Linked DNA regions of Mus musculus: region 1 is linked to region 2. A link is a contact called in public Hi-C data. All regions are on one chromosome and are shown on one strand. Each heading gives the region's core, a stretch centred on a gene start, on an enhancer-like site or on the middle of the called end of the contact. The rest is flanking DNA. Distances are from core to core; before and after follow the strand shown.

What was found. Hi-C and Micro-C count contacts between places; a contact is called where the count stands out from the background.
Region 1: a contact with region 2 is called in a Hi-C map of retina, with 1.7 times the contacts expected there. The contact joins the promoter of Lyrm9 here to the enhancer-like site in region 2. A contact is called at or near these places in 11 of 39 promoter capture datasets (the 3T3-L1 cell line, the C10 cell line, embryonic stem cells and 7 more), 2 of 15 datasets of contacts at CTCF or cohesin (CD8 T cells and the NIH/3T3 cell line), 29 of 484 Hi-C or Micro-C datasets (the AML12 cell line, the AtT-20 cell line, CD4 T cells and 23 more), 12 of 115 datasets of contacts at active chromatin or transcription factors (acute myeloid leukemia, bone marrow-derived macrophages, craniofacial prominence and 6 more) and 3 of 9 other capture datasets (adipose tissue, liver and pancreatic islet).

Annotation. Positions count from the first base shown.
Region 1 is chr11:78,824,866-78,831,819 of GRCm38.p6, reverse strand. It overlaps Lyrm9 (LYR motif containing 9), which reads right to left and starts at 5,225. Exons shown (of 4, transcript NM_001076681.2): 1 at 5,184-5,225.
Region 2 is chr11:78,714,894-78,722,174 of GRCm38.p6, reverse strand. No RefSeq gene overlaps it. Among named protein-coding and RNA genes, the nearest start is that of Nlk, 21 kb to the right of the region's middle. Within about 2 kb of position 4,159, at least 6 of the 459 cell types and tissues checked have an H3K27ac peak or open chromatin away from gene starts, as enhancers often do. A contact at or near this core is called in retina, where this site is marked.

The sequences.
Region 1 (6,954 bases), core at 3,976-6,475, 110 kb before region 2:
CTTAGTAACCAACCCAGCAAGTATGGGCGGAAGATTATTTTCAGCTCAATTATATTACTTAGTCATTCTTAGTAATAACCAGCAGAGAATACATGTGTGGGTCCACTGAGAGGAGCTGAACTAAAAACTGTTTTAATTTAATTTAAAGTGTGGGTTTACTATTATTTAGGGGCCACGAACCGTCACCAAGACTATAGTGGAAGCCCCGACCCTGGAAAATGCTTGCTCTCTTGTTCTGCCCTTCGGACTTGACCTCAGACTCCAACCCCAGCTGTGCCCTATGAAAGCTCTTCCAGGAACCGATGCTCAGATCGCCCCTCAAAGCCCAACCAGTCCTCCTCCTTCTAACCCTAAGCCACTTGAACTCCTCTCAAAATCCACCTCTCTGTGCCTCTTAGATTTACAGCTCCTTCCAGTGCAGACTCTTCCTGCCTCACCTGCCACAGTCTAGAACCGGCCTCTCCGCCTTCCATCCATTTCCCTACCTGCTCTCCACCCAACAGCCTAAGTGGTCCTGAAACAACAAATTTCAGGGCACCCAGTCTCCTCCTAATCCCCCTTGTCCTTGTCACCTCCGAATCCTCCCCCACCTTGTCACCTTGGCAACTTTTCTCAAAATGTTATGTTTAAAACCATTTTGGGTGTGTTGTTTTTAAGGAACGAGCACAGAAATGTACCGAGCAAATAGAGTTGCAATCAAAATGAGGGACTGGCAGAAACGGTGCCCGTGGCACTGAGCAGGAAAGGTGACGGCCTACAAAACACCCAGGTCCCTCTCCATGGCCCAGGGAGTCCTGTGTCTACATCACCTACCCCTCTAGCTGAGTGGGACAGTCTGTGGCAGCTGTGTCTAGGGATGGTCTCTAGCCTGTGACAGGTGACAGAAGGCTTGACATGGGACAGATATATTAGTCAGGAGCCTCAGTGTGTGTGTCGGTGTGAGGTATGTGTGTATGTGTAGAGTGTGTGTGTCTGTCAGTGTGGGGTATGTGAGTGTATGCATGGGTGTACATGTGGGGTATATGAGTGTGTGTGTGAAGGGGATAAATGTGTGTGTCTGGTGTGTGTGTGTGTGTGTGTGTGTATGTGACAAGGAATTTGTCCTGTAATTCTGTGAGCTGGCAAGTCCAAACCCTACAAAGCCAAAAATGTCCTGACTCTAACCCTAAGACAGAAAGTTGCCAGGAAAGAGTCACGGTCCCAGTTCAAAGGGCTTCGAGAGAACTCCTGTGTAGGAAAGGCTCAGCCTGTTCATTCTAGCCCCAAAACAGTCACTTGTAAACATCTAACATCCTCCAAACAGTAGAGACAGTAGCGGGAACTGAGGCCACGTACCACTCCTGCCTGCCCCCAGGACTGATTAAATCTCTCCACATCGCCAGACCTACGTTTCCTGGTGCTCGCTAAGTGTAAGACTGACACAGGCACAGGCAGAGCAGGTAGACAGGAAGTAGCTCAAACGCACAGGAGGAACTGTGGTGACCTCAGAAAGGCCATGTCACCCCGTCTCACTCTAGCCTGATCAGGCTCTCAGCTGGACTAAGGGAAGGCCCGGCAGCCTTCTCTGAGGGAGGTGTTGTAGTGCTTTATCAACCCCTCAACCAAAACCTTTCCATAGCTTCACAGCAGCTGACACTGTCCAGATGGTCTGAACCTTCTAATGGTGTCGGGAATCACGATGATATTGTAGCTATGTAGTGTTTGCTCTTATCCTTATATGATGCGGGTACAAGTATTAAGAGGAGATATGTGCTGGGTGGTGGTTGTACATGCCTTTAATCCCAGCACTCGGGAGGCAGGGGCAGGCAGATTTCTGAGTTCAAGACCAGCCTGGTCTACAGAGCAGTTCCAGAACAGCCAGGGCTACACAGAGAAACCCTGTCTCAAGAAACTGAGGGGGCGGGAGACAAACTAAAAAGCACAAGAAATGTGAAGAGTCTGAGTTCTGTCCTGATCACCAGCAAGTCCATCGCACAAAGCCGACTGACTCCCTCAGACCCTCTGTCATCCCCTTTCCAGCATAGGAGTGATTACCATCTTCCCCACCCCACCCTGCCCTACTCTGTGCTTCTCATCCTCCCTACTCTCCCTCATCCCTGAGCTTCCTCCCCCGACTCTCAAGCACACCAAGAGTGTGAGAGACAGCAGACTGATTGTGCTCGGACCAGTGCCATGAACAATGACCCTGTCAACTCCTGTGACCTGAGAATTCAAGGAATGCAGCTCAGACTGCATTCTCTGTTCAGACCCTGCTGACCCTGGCATCCACTTCAAAGTACCTTTCTGCATGGACTATTATTAAGTCCGTGTCCCCATCTCGTACTGTCTAATAAGAGCCCCAGCCGGCCGCACAATCTCTGGGATGCCTGAGTGTTATTCAAGTCATCTCTATGTAATGAAAGCCCAGAGACAATCACACCCCAGGACAGAGAGAACTGTCCTCAGCATAGCTCATCCACGAAACATCTCCCCTGGCATCTGAGTGTACAGGACCACTAAGAAGACCAACACCTTGTTTATCCAGAATCTTCTGCAAAGCTGATGTCATTCATATCTGATCAACCTTTCACAATGAGGCTAATTAGTTCATTATGACAGCTTTAAACACAATACTGGAGAAGGTATCGTTAGCCCCATTTTATAGATAAGGAAACCAAGGCTCAGAGAAGCTGTGATTTGTCAGTGGCCACATAGCTGTGCACAGTCAGGCAGGGAACTAACCATAGGCCTATTTGATTCTGAAGCTCACAATCTTACTTGCATCCCTGACATCTGCTAAATGGGTATACCTAAGAATGCTAAGGCTGGGACAGGGAAGTAAGCCAGTGTTAAGAGCACCTCCAGAGCACGTGTGAGTCCCTGAATTAAATCCCCAGAACTAAAACAAAATGCACAAGTAGGGATTCCATCCACAAAGAACTCTCCTGGGCCTGTGCAAGACCAGATTCAGTCATGATATGCTTACTAAACTAGACTATTCATTCACAACTTAGCCACAAGTCTCTGCTCCTTTCAGAAATACAAGGGCACTGTAGCACCCTCTCAAATACAGATGGAAAAGAAAATCAGGCTAATGTCAATTACACACACACACAAAGGAATGCTTTAAAAAACAAAATCTTAGAGAGATAGGATGCCTTAGACTCCAGCCTTACAATCTGAGTTCAAACTCTTGGATCCCACAAGGTGGCAGGAGAGAACCAATTCCCAAAAGCTGTCCTCTGACCTCCACTTGTGACCACACACACACTCATTACACTCACATACAGAACTGAATGGGTCTAGTGGCATATCCCCGTAATAGCACTCAGGAGGTAGAAGCAGGAAGCCTGGGTTCAAGGTCCAGTCTAGGCTACATAATAAGCTCGAGGTCAGCCTGGGCTATCCAAGATCCTGCCTGTCTCAAAACTTAAACAAGGGGCTGGAGAGATGGCTCAGCAGTTAAGAGCGCTGACTGATCTTCCAGAGGTCCTGAGTTCAAATCCCAGCAACCACATGGTGGCTCACAACCATCTGTCCCAAGACTGGATGCCCTCTTCTGGTGTGTCTGAAGACAACTACAGTGTACTTACACATAATAAATAAATCTTTAAAAAAAAAACTGAAACAAAACCAGTTTATAAAGCTTAAAGAACATGACCTATTGGTGGGGGCGGGGGGCATAAAGGGAACTTCCTGGGTGCCAGGTGACAATGCTGGCACAGGTGCTAAGAAGAAAAGACCCAATCACAGGTAAGCTCACTGTCGTTATCACTAACCTGTGTCCTAACACGGGTCACCTAAAAATAATTGGAAAAAGAGTCATACATTTAAAAAGATAATGGAACTGCAGAAAATAACCCGAAATTATGCCCAATTGAGTACTGATAAAAGCTAAATTAAGCCTGCACCAGCCATTTTTTTTAAATACGCAATTAATCTTCATGATGGAGAAAGTTGAAAATAGGAATGGTTAGCTCCCTGCCCCCGCCCACCCTAGGGCTCCATCTGGCATATTTATGTTCTTCCAGCAATCCTGCCTCCCCTCGTCCCTCTCCCACACAGCCAAGGTCAGGCCAGCCTCCCTACATTCCCACCGGCACACCCTTCAGAACCAGTTTTTGGTCCATCCCTGTGGGAGGTGGGGATGCTGGAAATGAATCCTGGGGCTTGACGATGCCTGGCAACCTTTTTACCACGGAGCTGTTCCTAGCTCCTAGTTAGCAGCTAAGCTAATCAGTCTCTTTCTTCCTGGCCAAATCCCACGTGCCACCCAAGGATATACACTTTATCCTTCCCTTTCTTTGGCCCACCCCCACCCCCACCCCCACCTTATACCCAGAAGACAGGTATGTAAGAGTAAGGACTTCAAATGAGTCCCAAGGGCCATCACTGGGCACATGGGGAGATAAAATCTGATCCAGGCAAACATTGGAAAATTATTCTGTAATAAAGCGAATGAAGCACTTACATATGCTACCACGTGCGTGCTTTGAATGAGGCATAAAAGACGCAGGAAACCAATAACCGGGGCTGCATATGATTGATTCCATTTCTGTGAAATGTTCAGAACTAACAAAATCTATGGAAATCAGCTAAGTGGTTGCCTAGCGCAAAGAGAAAGGACGAGACTGGAGAGGGGTTTTGCCAGCAAATGTAGATGGTTTTCTTTCAAGGTAAATGTTCTAAAATCAACAGTGGCCATAGATGCACATCTGCGCACATTCTAAATGTTATTAAACGTGTGCACTTTAGCACTGGCCGGGAATCACAGTACTACTGGGAAGTTGGGGCAGGGGGATTACGAGTTCAAGGCCAGATAGGGTTACATATTGCAAAGACCAAAATTATTCCAGATACTCCTGGTAACAGGGTGTTCCTGCAGACCGAGTGAGAGTAGCACGTCTCCTCTTTGAAAACCATAGAACGGAGGCTGCTCCAGCCGAGTGCAGATGCCAGCAGCACATGGCAGAGACCTGGCTCCCCGTGTCCTCCGACACCGCATCCCGGCCTCCCACGCTCCTCCGCGGCGCGGCAACTATGGCTGCGACAGGTGTCGCTGGCACTAGGGGAAAGCCTGGAGAGCCCGCAGATCGCCCCCAGGGCTTCCACATATCCCGGCCCTGCAGGCAGCCTCGGTAATCCCCAGCCCGCCCCTGCCGCCCCCCGAGTCCCCGCCCAAGGGCCCGCGCAGCGCGGCTCACCCGCCTTCCCGGCGGACGCCAACTGGAGACACCGCGAGCGACACGATTGCGCCTGCGCGGCAGAAGCAAGCGCAGCCCCGCCCCCGCCTGGTACCCTAGCGCCCTCTGCCGGCCATCCGCGGGACTCGGGGTCCTACTGGGTGCGGGCTTCCTGATCCGACCCCGCCCAGTTGGCTGGAACCACGGCCCGCTTTTCCTTGTCTCCCTTACAACCTTGGATACAAACTCTGATGGCAAGCTCTTCTTCATATTCCCACGAATGGAGAATATTAGGGGTGCTCAAGATCTGTGAAACGTCTTCTTGAAGGACGTGTCCTTCCTGTTGTTATGTTGATGACAGGAATTATGTTTGGAAGGGAGTCTTCATTTCGAGTCACTTGATCAAATTACAGTCCCACAACACCTGTCAGAAGAATACATATGACAGTAATAGGCACGCTTCCTTTCAACTCTGCTATAATTATAATCGAGGGAGAGAATGAAGAATCTTAACTTGCAGCTACTGCCGGGATCATTTTTTGAAAATGAAATAATGCTGTTTCATTAAACGGGTTCTCCCCACTCGCGCATGTTTAAAGTCAGAATGCTTCTCTGAATTGATTTAAACACAAGTTTTATATCCTGAAAGAAATAAAGACAGGTCTTTTTCATGAGACAAACGCCCTGTTCAATGAGGCTTCTAGCTTCTCTGGGCCGCTGTCTGAAAGGCAGCAAGGGCGCCGGTGGATAACATTGCTTCTCTTCATCTTTCCTCTTCGGGGCTTTAAAAAAAATCTACCTATAATGAAAAGCCCGATTTCCTTACACACGCTCCTCATGTAGCTGCTTTAACAAGACAATTGCTTATAATGCCTTTTTTCTTCATTTTTTAAAAGTAAACATCGCTGTTTAGCAGCACTCGGAAGTCTATTTTTCTTCCTCTTAGGAAGCAGGGGCTATTTCTTAACAGAACTACTTCCTTTCTCTGATTCATCTTCAACTCTCTAGAATGCCACCGTCTCCCTCCCGCACCCCCCCCACACACAAAGCACCCCCTTCCTCCTCTTCAGCTAACACTCTACCCCGTCTTCAAATCTGTGTGGGAGGATTCTTCCCCTGGAATACCCAGATAATTTCCTTCATTTATTTTCAAACTGTAGACTTGGACCAACTGTATCTGAAAGATCCGAATGCACCCTCATAAATCAGCCTTTTTATTTACCCATGCATAATCACGGCATGTCATTAGTGCAGATCCAATCAATAAATCATTACGCTTTTAGAGCCCTTACTAGGAGCAACCTGCTGGGACACCAATCCACTCTCTCGTACAACATTAAGATCCTTTCATATTTTTAAGAAATTTCAATCTGTTCTCTCAGTCCCCCTCTTTTGTTCCTAGATCTCCGTGTTCCTGCTTCAGAAGCCTCATTCTAATACCTAGGTCATAAAATATTCAAGAAGCAAGCTGTTAGCTCTACCTCCGAAAGGCTCCACCTTCCTGCCTCTTGTGTTACTTCTGTCTTTACAGAGACACAACATTTATCTTTCTCGAAAACTCTTTGTCGACAGCTAGGCAGCACAAAAGAGAAAGAACAGAAAAGAAATTTTTTTATTTTTTAGCTTGAGGGAGAGATGTGGATAGCAGCTCCCTTTCTTTTACCGAGTCACAGTGAGAACTTGGATTTAAGAATAATCCAAGCCAGGCAAGGAGGTGCACACCTTTAATCCAAACACTCCAGAGGCAGAGGCAGGTGGAGCTCTGTGAGTTCGAGGCCAGGCTGCTCTACAA
Region 2 (7,281 bases), core at 2,910-5,409:
TTCTAATTAATTGGAAAATGTCACTGTCGAGTGATACTTAAATAGAATAATATTTGTAGGCTTTCTATTCTGTTTCAAATTATCTGCTTGTTTATTCTTGTGCAATTTAGCACACAACTTTGCATTGTAGCCTCGTGCAGCCTTGTGATGTACTTGTCTACTTAATAGCACAATTCCGGCTCTCAGGGTATGATTCTTTATGGTCACAGTTATGTTGACTTAGAATTGGAGGGAAGAAATCTGTACAGGGTCTTTTTATTCACTTAGTGAAAAGGGTCCTGGAATTAGATGTCATAATGCATAATTCTTCATAATTCTTGTGTGTGTGTGTGTGTGTGTGTGTGTTTCTGGAAGCCTGTAGACTCTGTTTTCAAGGAGACTTTGATATAAGAACAAGACAAGTAAAACAGTGTTTGAGGAACTAGCAAAGACTGCTGTAAGAGCCCAACGCTGGGCGTCCTAGTGAAGTAACAAGTGGACTAACCTGAAGGATGTTGGGTTTCAGACCCAGAAGGGGCTAAGGTGCATATTTAACATACCAAAGCAGACCTGGCCTTCAGGTTCTCCCAGCATTCTTCAGTCCCAACTTGTTACAAGGTCTGGCTAGCATGTCCCACACTCTACCCTGAACTTTCCAACCCAGGGGCTGGCCTTCCCCTCCTCCAGAAGCTCCTCCCTATTTAATCCAGACATTTTGGTCTCCCCTCTTTTCTCTCTCACCCCCTCTGCATTTTCTCTCTCCCTGTCTGTGTGAGGTCTCCCCTCTGTCTCCCTCCCCATGGCAACTTCCTGGCCTCGTTCTTTGGGACAAGTGAACTTGCCTGAGAGCTGCTTCCCAATAAACCTGCCTTTATATACTTCAATTTGGCTTGAATTGGCTAATCTCATGGGTGGAAGAGAATAATTTATCAAAGAATACAACGGTGGTGATGATTCAGAAAGGAGGTAAAGGAAGGAGGGCACAGTGGAATGTTCTCTGCAGAGGGGAGCAGAATGTGAGTTTGTGAAAGTGACTAGCTTCAGGCTGCAGGCACTGTGCAAGGAGGACTATCTGGAAAATACATGCACATAGGCCTCACGTAATTCCAGAACAATCCAAGAGCAACTTCACAGCTTAAATTCTAACTCTTGTCTTTCCTAGGTTCTTTGCAAGTCCGTGCCATGACCAATCTGCTGGCCCAGATTATCTGGGGATATTGCTAACATTTTGCCTCCATTTTTTACTTATGTTCGTGCCACTCTTACTCCTTGAAGAGGCTTCTGTGTTTCTATTTGACTTGTTGCTGGTTTAGTTTGGTTTGGATTTAGGGTGCTAGGGTCTCGATACATAGCCCAGTTAGACCTTCAACTTGTAAGAATCCTCCTGCCTTTCTGACTCCGACTGCCAGGTATTGGGGTTCAAGAATTGCCACTCAAACCAAACAAATACTGATCTGAGTTAAACAAGTAGAGCTTATTGAACACACACCATAAAACTAAACATCCAGAATTGCAAAAAAAAGAGCCTAATTGCAGTGCCAGTCTGCTCTCAGAATACACTTTTTATAGGAAAACCAGGTTCAAACATTTAAAGGGCAAGGAGGGGAGTAGATGACTTGCTAGGCAAAGTATTATCAGCTAACCTTTATGGTAATTGATCCTGAGTAAGGTAAAGGGGGTGGTCCATGGGTGAACAGGGGAGTTTCCGAACATTGACATAACGGAGCACAAGTATTATAGTCATAACTTCTTGACTTACTAGTAGGATTCTTTAGTGTCAGTTACAAAAACCACAGTGAACTCATATGTAGGTACAGGAAGGGTTGCCCAGTGGTCAGCTCTGACTCAAGATATTTTAGACATAACAGTTCATATTGACCTTTGATTTGATGGGTCCTACATAAAACTTTGTGCAATTTCTTTTTTTTTTTTTTTTTTTTTTTTTTTTTGGCTTTTTGAGACAGGGTTCCTCTGTGTAGCCTTGGCTGTCCTGGAACTCACTTTGTAGACCAGGCTGGCCTCAAACTCAGAAATCCTCCTGCCTCTGCCTCCCCAGTGCTGGGATTAAAGGCATGTGCCACTATGCCCGACTTTGTGCAATTTCTTAAGATTAGCAAACCTCATACAGAACATTCAGAACATACAGAACAAAACAGGGTGTGTGGTCAGCATGTCCTTGCTTGAAGTCAAGTCACTCCTGAGTGTCAAGGACTGGCAAGCATGTTACAGTAACAATATGAAATAGCTGGCAGGCATGGAACAAACTAGTTATTCTGGTGAGGGGGGATTTCAGACCATAAAACCAGAATATAAGCAACTATCATCAGACCTAGTCCCTTGAAAGTGGCTTCTAGCTGGGCCATGGTGGCAAATGCCTTTAATCCCAGCACTTGGAAGGCAGAGGCAAGCGGATTTCTGAGTTCGAGGCCAGCCTGATCTACAGAGTGAGTTCCAGGTCAGCCAGAGCTACAAAGAGAAGCCCTGGCTGGAAAGAAAAAAAAAAAGCAAACAAGAGTAACTGAGGGGAAAGGAGGCAAAAGGGTCAAGAAGCTCATTTTCGTGCTCTAGACTGGGTTAGGATTATCCGTGCCTTCCTCTTCCCCACTGGACAGATTGGTGTTTTTGTTTACTTGCATTGTTTGGGTGCTGGGGCTGAAACCCTTTGTATGAAGAGCACGTGCTCTTCCCGCTGAGCTACATCCTCTTGTCTGGATGCCTATTTTTGAGGAAACAGAATTGTTTTTATTAATCGTTATACACTGTTCCAGTACCTGGAATAGAGTAGTTGATAAGAACAGTTACATGAGCTGGGGCTGTAGCTCAGTGGGCAGTTTGCTTACCTAGCACTCATGAGACCCTAGATTCAATGTTCAGTAAACTGGGTGTGTTGTACAGTATGCAGTGTACATAAAACTGGATGTGTTGGTGCCTGTTATGATCCTAGCACTAGAGAAATAGAGACCAGAGGATCAGGTGTTCAAGGTCATCTTATCTACTTAGCAAGCTTAAGGTTAGCCTGGGCTACTTGAGATTCTGTCTCAAACATGCCAAACAAACAAACCCAAAACAACTACAAACAAGAAAAGCAAAACAACTCCAATCTTAAAATGAAGATAAGGACAGTAGGCAAGGAGGATTTAGTGAAGTAATATAGTGAAACACCTAAAATTGTCTCTCTGTGTAGCACTCAATGCATGTTAACTCTGCTACTAAAGAAAGGCAAAAAAGAAAAAAAGAAACTTCAGCCAGGTGGTGATGGCACCCACCTTTAATCCCAGCACTTGGGAGGAAGCAGCAGGCAGATCTCTGAGTTTGAGGCTAGCCTGGTCTACAGAGTGAGTTACCTGGTCTAAAGAGTAGTGAGTTACAGGTCAGAGAAAGACAGACAGACAGACAGACAGACAGAGAGTTAGAGTTCAGCTGGTAGGGTGGCCCACTCCTATAGTCAAACTACCTGGAAAATAAAGAAGGATCAAGAGTTCAAAGCTAGCTTCATATACATAGTGTATTTGAGGCTAGCCTGGGCCTCAATAAATAATAAAACAATAAAGACACACATACACACACAGTAAAACAATAAAGATACAAAAGTGTGTGTGTGTTGTTTTAAAAACCTCCTCCATCTATGTCAGGAGTGTCGTCATATGCCTATAATTGCAACATTCAAGAGTCAGGAAAGTCAGAAAGTGAAGGCCAGCCTTGGTAACCAAGCAAGTTCAAGGCTAATCTGGCCTACATGAGATCCTGTTTAGAAAAAAAAAAGGGGGGGGTCTGACTGTGATCTGAATACTATCCAACAGGAGCCTCTGAGTGAAGAACGTTATTTATTATTGGTTGAAAATTTTGCTGTGGCTGGGGTAGGTCTTCATTACAAGCAAGCTTCTGAATTTCTGCCCTCATATCCCACAACCCAAATAGTGTCAGAGACATTTGACCAGAATCTGGAAGCACAACATAGCTCTTGGCTGTCCTTTTGTGAACCTTTGACCCCCCACATTATATCCTTCATCTCACCAGAACTAAGCCTCTCTCCCTAGTCATTAGGTTTGGGAACACGACATTTAAAATGGAATAGTCCAGATTTATTTGGTGATAACGCGCTCTGACAGGGTTTAGCCTACAGGCCCTGTACATTCCCATCATCTCCGTCTCAGTGGAGGGATTGCCTGGAGCAACGTCATGTGTCTGGAAAGATTGCCTTTTCAGTCGTCAATGAAGTACAAGAGTCTCTTAAATCTGTGAGGAATGCCCTAGTTTACTGAGCACCCTCCTATCCCTTAGCATTCTATCTGCAAGCATTTCAGAGAGGCCAGGCCTGGGGAGTCTTTCTGATTAGCTGGGGAAATGGAGTTAAAGGTTAAAGTCTCAGCCAGGTTACTAAGCATCTGCCAACACGCCTTGGTTGTGGGATAAAGGCTGGAATTCAGAAGGGACTTCAAGCAGGTTTTTAGTTGCCCTAAATGATCTGTTACCATGGCACAAATCTAGACATCCTGAGATCCTCTGGCTGATTCTCAAGCCAATAACCTTCTAAACATGTATAGCATGTGGTGGATTAGGTAAACTTGCTAGCCAGACTTGACAGTGCTTGCCTTTAATCCCAGCACTCTGGAGGCAGAGGCAGCAGATCTCTGAGTTTGAGGCCAGCCTGGTCTACAAAGCAGTTTCGAGGACAGCCAGGGCTACACAGAGAACCCCTACTTAGGGAAAAAAAGAGATAAGTTTGCTAACTTATTATATTAAGTAAGGGTAGAAAATAATCACTCATAAGACAACATAGAAGGGCTATGGTAATGGCTCAGTAGGTAAGATGTTTGCTATGTAAGCATGAGGTCCTGGGTTCAGATGCCCCATATCCATCTAAGAGCCAATGAGGGGCTGGAGAGATGGCTCAGAGGTTAAGAGCACTGACTGCTCTTCCAGAGGTCCTGAGTTCAATTCCCAGCACCCACATGGTGGCTCACAACCATCTGTAATGGGGTCCAATGCCCTCTTCTGCTGTGTGTCTGAAGACAGCTAGAGTGTACTCATATGCATTAAATGAATAAATAAATCTTTAAAAAAAATAAGAGCCAATGAAGTAGAGTGCATCTGAAACTTCAGATTGGGAAGGGGGAGAGAAGCAGGAAGATCCATGGAGCCTGTAACCAATCAGTGAATTCCAGGTTCAGTAAAAAGAACTTGCATCAAAATGTAAGGTAGAGCCTGGCGTGGTGGCACACGCCTTTAATCCCAGCACTCGGGAGGCAGAGGCAGGCAGATTTCTGAGTTTGAGGCCAGCCTGGTCTACAAAGTGAGTTCCAGGACAGCCAGGGATATACAGAGAAACCCTGTCGCAAAAAACCAAAAAAAAAAAAAAAAAAAAAAAAAAAAGTAAGGTAGATAGAGACAGAAGAAGACCAAGGTCAACCTCTGGTCTCCATATACATAAGCACACACATGTGCATAAACACATATACATGCAAATAATACATACATGCATAATACAGAATGTAGGAACATTTTACACCCCAAAGATAGAACAAATACAATCACAGAGGAAAAGACAAAACTTTTACATTTAGCTTGATCTAGCTTTATGAAATTACATATCATTTTGATATTTCTTGTTCTATAGAAATCTGAGTGTGATACTCTATCAGGCATTTGCTCTGGGGCTGGCATTTGGAATCACTGCTCTGGGAGTTAGAACATCATTTTTACATGATATCCTCAGCTGCTACCCTTGACTCTGGCTGTGTTAGGATCTGGAAAATCTAGTCGTAGAAGACAGGCAGATAGACTAACAGTAGAGAATCTTCGCTACATCAGCAAGTGCCAAGACTTGTGAATCATTCTTCCTGGATATACAATTGAAAACTGTGAATGTGATGTCATTAGGTATCTTTGGAGCAGGACTTCTATTGTTGTAATGGTTGGGACAAAACACTAATCCCAATAAGTCCTTGGCCTTATGAATAATTATGAAGTTTACAGTCAGCAGAGGCAAGCATCTGATTGGATGCTGTGTTGTTACTGAAACCCAGGCAGACTCAGACATCCATAGATGAGATTCTCATTTTTTGTATATGACCCAAAACCCTTTTTAAAGAAACTTCCCAATTGTGAACTGTAAGGCAGGTATGAATGTCACTATAAAGTAGCAGTATTTTTTGAGCCTCTTATCATGTTTGAGACACAAGCAAGCAAGTGAATATCCTGAACAATAAAACAGTTGACCTTAGCCGGGCATGGTGGCGCATGCCTTTAATCCCAGCACTTGAGAGGCAGAGGCCAGCCTGGTCTACAAAGTGAGTTCCAGGACAGCCAGGGCTATACAGAGAAACCCTGTCGCGAAAAACCAAAAAAACAAAACAAAAACAAAAACAAAAAACAAAAAAACCAAAGAAACAGTTGACCTTCTGACAAGCAACTTAAGGGAGGGAGATACAGAGCTTGAACAAGGTCACCGAACTGGAGGTTGGTAGAGCTGAAAACTGTTTGACACAATGCTCGCTACATAATGTGACAGAGGAAAGAAGAGAACTAAGATGTACAGCCGCAGCATCTTTCAGCGTGGGGAATACAGACAATTGGAACTAAAAATACTCATAGGATAAAACCAGAGGGGAACTTTTGAACTTGATAAATAAAGATCATCACTGTAAATTTAAAACCTACATTGAGCTGGGTGTGGCAGCACATGCCTGTCATCCTACCACTTAGAAGACTGAAATAGGAGGGTCAAAAGTTCAAGGGCAGCCTCAGCCCCTTGTTGAGTTCAAAGCCAGCCTGGGCACATGAGACCCCATTGCCAGGGCGGGGGGAGGGATTACCAATGGCATCATAAATGCAGAAGATTAAATAGTAGAAGACTCTCATCTCTTTTGTCCAATTCACTGATGGTCCCAGGCAATGAATTAAATGTATTAAAAGTGAGAATAATAAATAAATATCCCGTGTTTTATGAAGGAGAAAGTAAAATGGGTTTTAGCTACACATTGATAAACTTAGAAAATCCCCAAGAACTCTATAAAAAATGACTAGAATATGTAAATTTAGAAAGACTAAAAAATACAAAGTTAGTATAGAATATAAATGTTTCTATATAGCAGTGATGAATCACTGGAAAATAAGGTCGGAAGACCATTCCACTTGCAATGATATTGAAAAATTTTAAATACTTTATAAATGTAATATAGTATGTTCAACACCCATATGCTAAAAAGCACAAGACATAGATAAGGAAATGAAGTGGTTTTTGTCTTATGGTAAGTAAGGGAATCTAGTGATATAATTCAATGATAGAGGATTTGACTAGCA